2 separate regions of the Xenopus tropicalis genome follow, and region 1 is linked to region 2. A link is a contact called in public Hi-C data. All regions are on one chromosome and are shown on one strand. Each heading gives the region's core, a stretch centred on a gene start, on an enhancer-like site or on the middle of the called end of the contact. The rest is flanking DNA. Distances are from core to core; before and after follow the strand shown. Region 1 overlaps lhx5 (LIM homeobox 5). Region 2 overlaps rbm19 (probable RNA-binding protein 19).

Evidence for each region. Hi-C and Micro-C count contacts between places; a contact is called where the count stands out from the background.
Region 1: a contact with region 2 is called in a Hi-C map of gastrula embryo, with 2.8 times the contacts expected there. The contact joins two enhancer-like sites. A contact is called at or near these places in 5 of 5 Hi-C or Micro-C datasets (brain, gastrula embryo, liver and 2 more).

Annotation. Positions count from the first base shown.
Region 1 is chr1:146,162,594-146,165,984 of UCB_Xtro_10.0, reverse strand. All of the region lies in intron 4 of lhx5 (LIM homeobox 5), which reads right to left. Among named protein-coding and RNA genes, the nearest start is that of lhx5, 19 kb to the right of the region's middle. Within about 2 kb of position 1,829, at least 3 of the 11 cell types and tissues checked have an H3K27ac peak or open chromatin away from gene starts, as enhancers often do. A contact at or near this core is called in gastrula embryo and neurula embryo, where this site is marked.
Region 2 is chr1:146,030,141-146,033,860 of UCB_Xtro_10.0, reverse strand. rbm19 (probable RNA-binding protein 19) reads right to left here. Exons shown (of 25, transcript XM_012969880.3): 20 at 2,916-2,971; 21 at 2,695-2,811; 22 at 1,736-1,841. Among named protein-coding and RNA genes, the nearest start is that of rbm19, 19 kb to the right of the region's middle. Within about 2 kb of position 1,295, at least 3 of the 11 cell types and tissues checked have an H3K27ac peak or open chromatin away from gene starts, as enhancers often do. A contact at or near this core is called in gastrula embryo and neurula embryo, where this site is marked.

The DNA.
Region 1 (3,391 bases), core at 580-3,079, 130 kb before region 2:
CAACATATGGGAACCTGTTACTACTGAAAATGGGCTCATTACATCAATTTAAATCCTTGCACATTTTACTTACTTATAGTTATTCATTACAAACTATTTTTTTTTAAAAAGTACTGCTTTTCAGAGTAAAGGTTTGAGATTTCTAAAATTGCCATTTTTCTGTTCAGTAGCCTGCCCCCATAGCACCGGGCCATCCTGAGTCGATGTACTTCTGCCCTAATTAATGGTAAATAATAAGCCAAACATAGAAATAAATCACACAGGCGGCAGAATAAAACCCATTTGTAAGTGTGGCAAAGCATTAAGTGTGCAGGGGATGGAGGGAGGGGAGGAGCGATTACAAGGATGCAGGAGGGAGCAGATGGGAAAATAATTACTTTTTTCAACATTTTTTTTCTCATTTGAAAAAAATCTTTTTACAGAGATAAAAAAGAAAAGGTTTCCAATGATCATATATATATATATATATATATATATATATATACATATATATATGAATTTAGATATAGATATATATTAACACACTCTAGGTAGAAAAACAGATATATTTTATATAGAAACATATATAAATAATTTAAATATACATTTTTATGTATAAACATCCAGGAGTAAAATCAAAATGGCAACAACATCCTTTTACTTCTGAAAGCTGAAGACAAAGTAACGCAGCACGTTCTGCAAGAATCCACTGATTACTCTAGTATCTTTTTAATTGAATTTGTAACTAAATCACCTATAGAAGAAGGAATAAAGCAATTTATTTGGATGCCTTTGTTTCCCCTTTTGCTCCGAATGAGAAAGAACTGATTCTGTAATCTCTTGACACACAGATCTATTGAGGGCACTGAATGCAGTTCTTGGTAAACACACATCCCCATTCACACGGCTCAAAGACACAAGGCACATCCAACTTGTAACAGATCACAAAGGCAAGGGAGAAGGGGGTGCATGTGTGTGGAAGGACTAAATATTGAGAAGGACTGCAGTCAGGGGAACAAGCAGAAAGATGAAAAGGGTAAGGAGAGAGAGACAAGTGTATGCAGGTTTATACACTCCTGAACATTTACATGATATATACCCGAGGCTAGAGATTTCCACTAGTCAATTAATCTGAATGACTTCAAAATTATTGCTACATAAAAAAGAATCAATGCTTGGGTGCCACAGAGATCCCTTTGGCTGGTCACAAAGATATACACAAGCAAAACTACAAGTTTCAGCCCAGACAACATACAGGGAGGAATCATGGAACTTGTAACCATGTAAGGTTATCTAGGCGGGTATTCCACTCCACTGCACCCAGCCCCTAGATGGACAGTGTTTATGTTGTTGGCCCAGAACCTGCTCTTTAGATTGATATTTATAGTGTATTGGACATTTTCCGCATGACATTTGCAGATGCTGTTTTCCTGAACTGAATGAGGAGGAATAAAGCAGCAGGAAAACATAAAAGACACATAGGGTACAAAACACACTTTAATCCTTCTGTCCAGACATAATGTAAGTGACAACTGCATTGTGGATAAATGTAACAGGAGAGAGAGAACAGCACTGGGTACATGAAACTTGCAAGGTGGCCATGTAAGGGAAAGAAGAGGCAGGGAAAGGAAATGGAGAATCTGCTGCTGCATGTCATTGCCTCTCTGAATATTATTAATGTCTGGGTTTTCATGGGGCACATGACACAAATGATAATTGTAATGGGTAAATTGTGAATCAGAGGAAAGAGAAAACAAACAGAGAAAGGCAGGGTACCCTGCTCTCTTCCAATCACCCTCCATATGTTCTAGGAATGTGAAGGTAATTGGAACAACTGTTGTCTGAATAAGGTACAAAGAAAGCAGCTGTGGTATTGTCCCCTGCAACACTACAGAGGGTGTCGGGGAGGGGAGGGAGTGCGCAGGGGGGGCAAGCTCTTACATCTTTCCTTCACAATGCCCTCTCTTTCTTACTTTCTACTGCAGCAGAGTGCGAACTTTGGAGAGGCAATGAAGTAAACCTTTAAGGAGGTGAAGGGAAGGCAAGGGAGGAGGTGGTGGTTAGAGGATTGAGAGGGAAAAGGAGATTAAAGAGACCTCTGGAAGAAACCTCGTGAAAAATCTCTCACTGAGGCTTTACAATCGTTTAATCTTTAAAATACCTTTTGGCTTTCTGATAAACCTCATTTTGAGATACAGCAAATAAATCCAATCGCCATGGCCATTCTTACATATACACATTGCAGGTCAGCATAGGGCACAGCACTTATTTCAACAGACTTAAAATCTCTGACTTTGCTTAAGTTATCCTTTACTAACAGCAGGACCCAGAAAGTATTTCTAACTATGATATAAATGGGATTATTATAGGATACAAAAAGGACAAGGCAGAGTATGTAAGTGATAAAGGCATCTGTCAGTGGAACCAACTCCATAGCAAAATATTTTTATATCCGCAAACCTGGAAAAAGGTGATCCTGATTTAGAAGCATATTCTGAAATTGTGTGTTACTGATATGAATATATATATATATACACATGTCTGTATATAGTCTTGGCCACTGTTCCCTCTAAGCTGTGCGCGTGTGCACTGAAACTGAAACTGAAAGACCTGCGCAAAAATGCCCATAACTGAACTCCAACAAACATTCTGTAGCGCACAAAAATGTAATCTTGCTTTAAAATGCGCACGGATGATATTTTTTGCGCACACAGCCTATAAAAAATTAGAGGGAACGTTGGTCTTGGCCACAAAGCAACTAAAGGATCTGCTGCCTCTATTGTTGTGTTCTAAAAATTCAAAATAGGCCCTGGCATTTAAGGTACACTGAGGCCCAAAGAGCCCCTGGGCCCAATAAATAGTGACTGTCTATGGAATCTTACAGCAGCCCCTCTGGCATTTGTCAGAATCCACAGTTCAGGCCTGAACCCATGGCTTTTGATAAACTACAGCTTCCATATATATAAGGTGACTTAAATATCTACTGATTAAATGTTTAATATTATGACATGTAATAGGAATGTATACTGTAAACTCCACTGGGATAGGGACTCAGCTAAATGATATATAATCTCTGTAAACTGCTGCAGCACATGTTGGAAATATATAAATAAATAAGGCATAATAATAACTGGCAAAGAGCTATATATGGTTCAAAAAATGTTAAATGTGCTAAAAATGTGTTAGATTTATCTGCAAGCCAAGAATCCCCCATGTGTGGCATTAGCCTAATGCCATATTCTTGAAAATAATTTTGGTGAAGATTGTGAAATAAAATTAAAAAGTGATGTAAACATGTACGTACATTTGTTGTTTGAGAAAATGGTCAACGGGGTGATTTTTTAGCATTGTCTCACCCAGGTGTTTTGTAGGTATAATGAAATACTAGAGATCAGGTATGTATCCCTCAAAA
Region 2 (3,720 bases), core at 46-2,545:
TGATATGTGAGTTTATTCGATTTAGAACAACAAACTCTAATTTACAGACTGGAAAACCAATTAATAAGCCTCTAACTTCTGTGGTTTGTAAACTGAACATTATCATTTTACCTGTCACAACATCAGATAATACATGACTCTGAAAAATTATATAGAATATAAAATTTTTGTTGACAGTTAGACTATTCAAGTATTTATCAGGTTTCATTCCAGATTAGTCAGAATGGGTTTCAGATATATATATGTTTGACATAAATCCCCAAGACCCCATTAATGTTTTGAGGACTTAAGCCTAAGAAAACAAGACTTCAGCATTATCCTTGGTTTTTCTTTAAGTGAAACATGTAAGGCTACAGCCTTGAACACAATGAAAAAGATAAAACAAATGGAACAATCAGGTTTCTGAATACAATTCAAAAAGGAAAAAAGATCCGAACGTGTTGCAAAAGAACATTTATATGCTGTACACTCTATTTGTGGTTGGTCACTGAATATTAATGCAAAGAATTGCTGGATCTAAAGTAAAGCATTTGCTCAATAATAAAATATCACCTCCTTGGCATTTAGTACTAGGGTTCAGGGAGGTGGAGAAATGACAGCCAGAGAAGCCAGAGTGAGGCCAGAAGGGGCGACAGGCTGAGCCAAATATTGAGAGAAGTGAGAAAGTAAGAGTATAAATGAAGCTGTAATTGGAAGATCTTGTGCAACATAAACAGCATCTAAACATCACCCCCCTCTGCCTGTTTATTTACACAGATTCGTCACTTGTTAATTGGGAAACAGGCAGTGTGAAAACAGCTATTTAAAAGGGTGGAGAGAATGAAAATAGGATCTTCATGTCTGGAGGGAAAGATTCAGGAAGAAGTAGAAGAAAAACTCTTGCTGAAAGGAGAGTGGCAGAAATCCAAAACAGTGCAAATGTGACATATATGCATCAGAAATTAAATAGGACAAAAATCACAAATAATACTTCTAGACCACAAGTTTTAAAGGTGTCCTTAGAACACACAAAAAGTGCTGAATATCCCCAGGGAAGAACTGGGGCTGGGGCCCTAACTTCAAGTTTGGCTCTACATCATGGTTTCTTACTCAACTCTTACCGAATTAACTAAATTACCCAATTATTAACCTACAATCACAAAACAAGACTGCTCTAAGGGCCGTGGCAGACAGGGTTTTAGGAGATTCCAGCATTCTCACTGAAAATCACTTCCCATTGTTGCCAACAGGATGCGCCAAGGCTATGGCTCATTGGAGCAAGGTCAGTAGAGAATGTGGACAGTCTTTTCTGTCAATAATCCCTCCCATGCCCTGATAAGCCATCAGCAATGATTAGCTCCTTTCAGTTCCTGCAATTTACCCTACAGTAAACCGCTGCACATGAACTACTCCCTGCTATGAAGAGGGAGAATTTTTTTTTTTTTGAGGATGGCCTGCTCTGCCCACTCAAACACAGAATAAAAAGAGAAATTTATTTTGTTTGTTTTCTTAATGAACTTTAAAGCACAACAGTGGATATTACTGAATGCTGATAGTATCCATTCTCTCAAGTATTCATTTTACATGGGTGGAAACTGCCACATTCCTAGCCTTAGCAGAGGCATTATTTATAGCAGCCATGGCATAGAACTATTCTTCTGCAGTTGATGGAGAAGATCACTACCAAAGAAAGCAGTATTCCATCTCCCTTGTATGAACATATACAAATATACAGAGAATTTAAGGCTGTCCTAACCTTTGCATCTTGTTTGGTGACAAAATCCACAAAGCCAAATCCACGGTGACTCCCTGTGCCAGCCATTTTCTTAGGCAGACGGACGGTCTTCAATTCTCCAAATGTGCTATAGTCAAGAAATACATTGTTATCTCCCTGATATTTAACTTGCATGCCTTATATATGACTGTGTGTATTAAACCTCAAGTTGTGCATCCATGCTAATGTTTATTGTGTTTCCGCAGTGTTGGCAATGTGATATTATCAAATAACTCACTCAACAGATGTAAAACTAACTGCAATGTCTTGGTAACTAAGGTGGAGAAAGACAAATATCAATCAACTTTACATTCTACATAGACTTCTAGTAGCCTATACAAGCTTACTAGCTTCACTAACTGACATGATAGAAATGCTGATCTTCCAAGACACACAGAGTAACATTTTGCATAGCAGTATACATAAAATGTCTGGCTCCGATGGCACAATGCATTACAGTTTCCACATAACTCTTATTCATAATGTGTGACTACAACACACAATTTTTTTCTGTCCAGGTGTCTATGCCTCCCACACATCTGATGTCATCAAACACAATACCATAAAAAAAAAAAAAAATGTGCACAGCATTCCAGTATTCACTGCACACCAAGGTCATGGAGATTCCAGCAGGAATGCTGCACTTCCCCTTAACAGTGACATAAAGAAATCCTACTTCAAAAATATGCAAATCAGAACTTCTGCATTAACCTATGCAAAACACAGCAAGCATAGTGACAATCAGACACAGACAGGCACTAGGCATCACTCAGTCTAGCACTGAACAGACAATGTCACTAAATGTACAAATAGTGTACAAATGATCAGCCATATTGTGTATAACCTGCACGAAGCGATTGCTCCCCCTACTGCCAACACAAGAGAATAACAATCTAAATGTAACTGGAGCACTGGTAGTATGCCTGCCTGAAGCCACTCACCTGAACAGCTCACGTATTTCACGAACCGTTGCTTGGAAGGGGACATTGCGCACAAGAATTTTTGAGCTCTGCTGTTTCTTAGAGTTCTGTTTTTTGCGTTCCGTTGAAGTTGCTGCTCTGTGGATGCCAAGCAAGAATGAAAAGTTCATTACAGTTCTGCAGCAAATCCTTCCATTCAAATGCATGAACGCTGCTTTCAAGTAAACGCTTGAGTCACTCACCTGATTGCCCTCTCTGACAGTTTGATTTCCACCTGATGCCCATCCACCGTGCATTTCTAGGGGGTGCAAAAAGAAGTCATTTAGAATCATGAGGCTGCCAGTCCGACTGTGTCAGCAGTGCAGATGACATTCCACTTTGCCTGACAGCACACATTTCTCCTTATCACAACTTAGGAGCAAGGCATTTGTCACTCTCTGCTGTCTGACACCAACTATCTATGGGAGGACGTCACATTGAAAGATACACAGAAACTGACAGTAATTCAAACAGGCCCACATTTCCCTTGTGTACATACTTATTCTTAGTCAATACTTGATCTCCATCTGCAAGCAGAGAAGACACCAAAGCCCTGAGCATCCTCTCATTTTTTCCTTTAGGTCCCATTAACAGTACAGTCTTTGCTCATGCTTTCATTATATGTGATCGAACAGAAACATTTGGAGTGACCAATTTATAACACTGCCTATGTATTTATAAGAGGCAGCAGGTTATATTTATGTTATTTATATTGATGTAAGCTGACTGTACATCTGACTGCAACACAGAGCAAATTTTGCCCCATGGTAATTCCATCCATATTCTTCTCTATGGAGTTACTTACAGTGTACATAAAGTACATAAGATACAATCATTGCCTCAATGGCTATAGTAAAAATGTTCTTGCACTTTTTGCAAATCAAGCCTCTCACTAAATACTACATGATCTGAAAGGGCCCGTGTTATACCATAGGATAAATACTGCAATCTAAAGTCAAGAATACGTAGGCTACTAATGGCCACTCCTGTCCAAGTTGGCTTATTGGC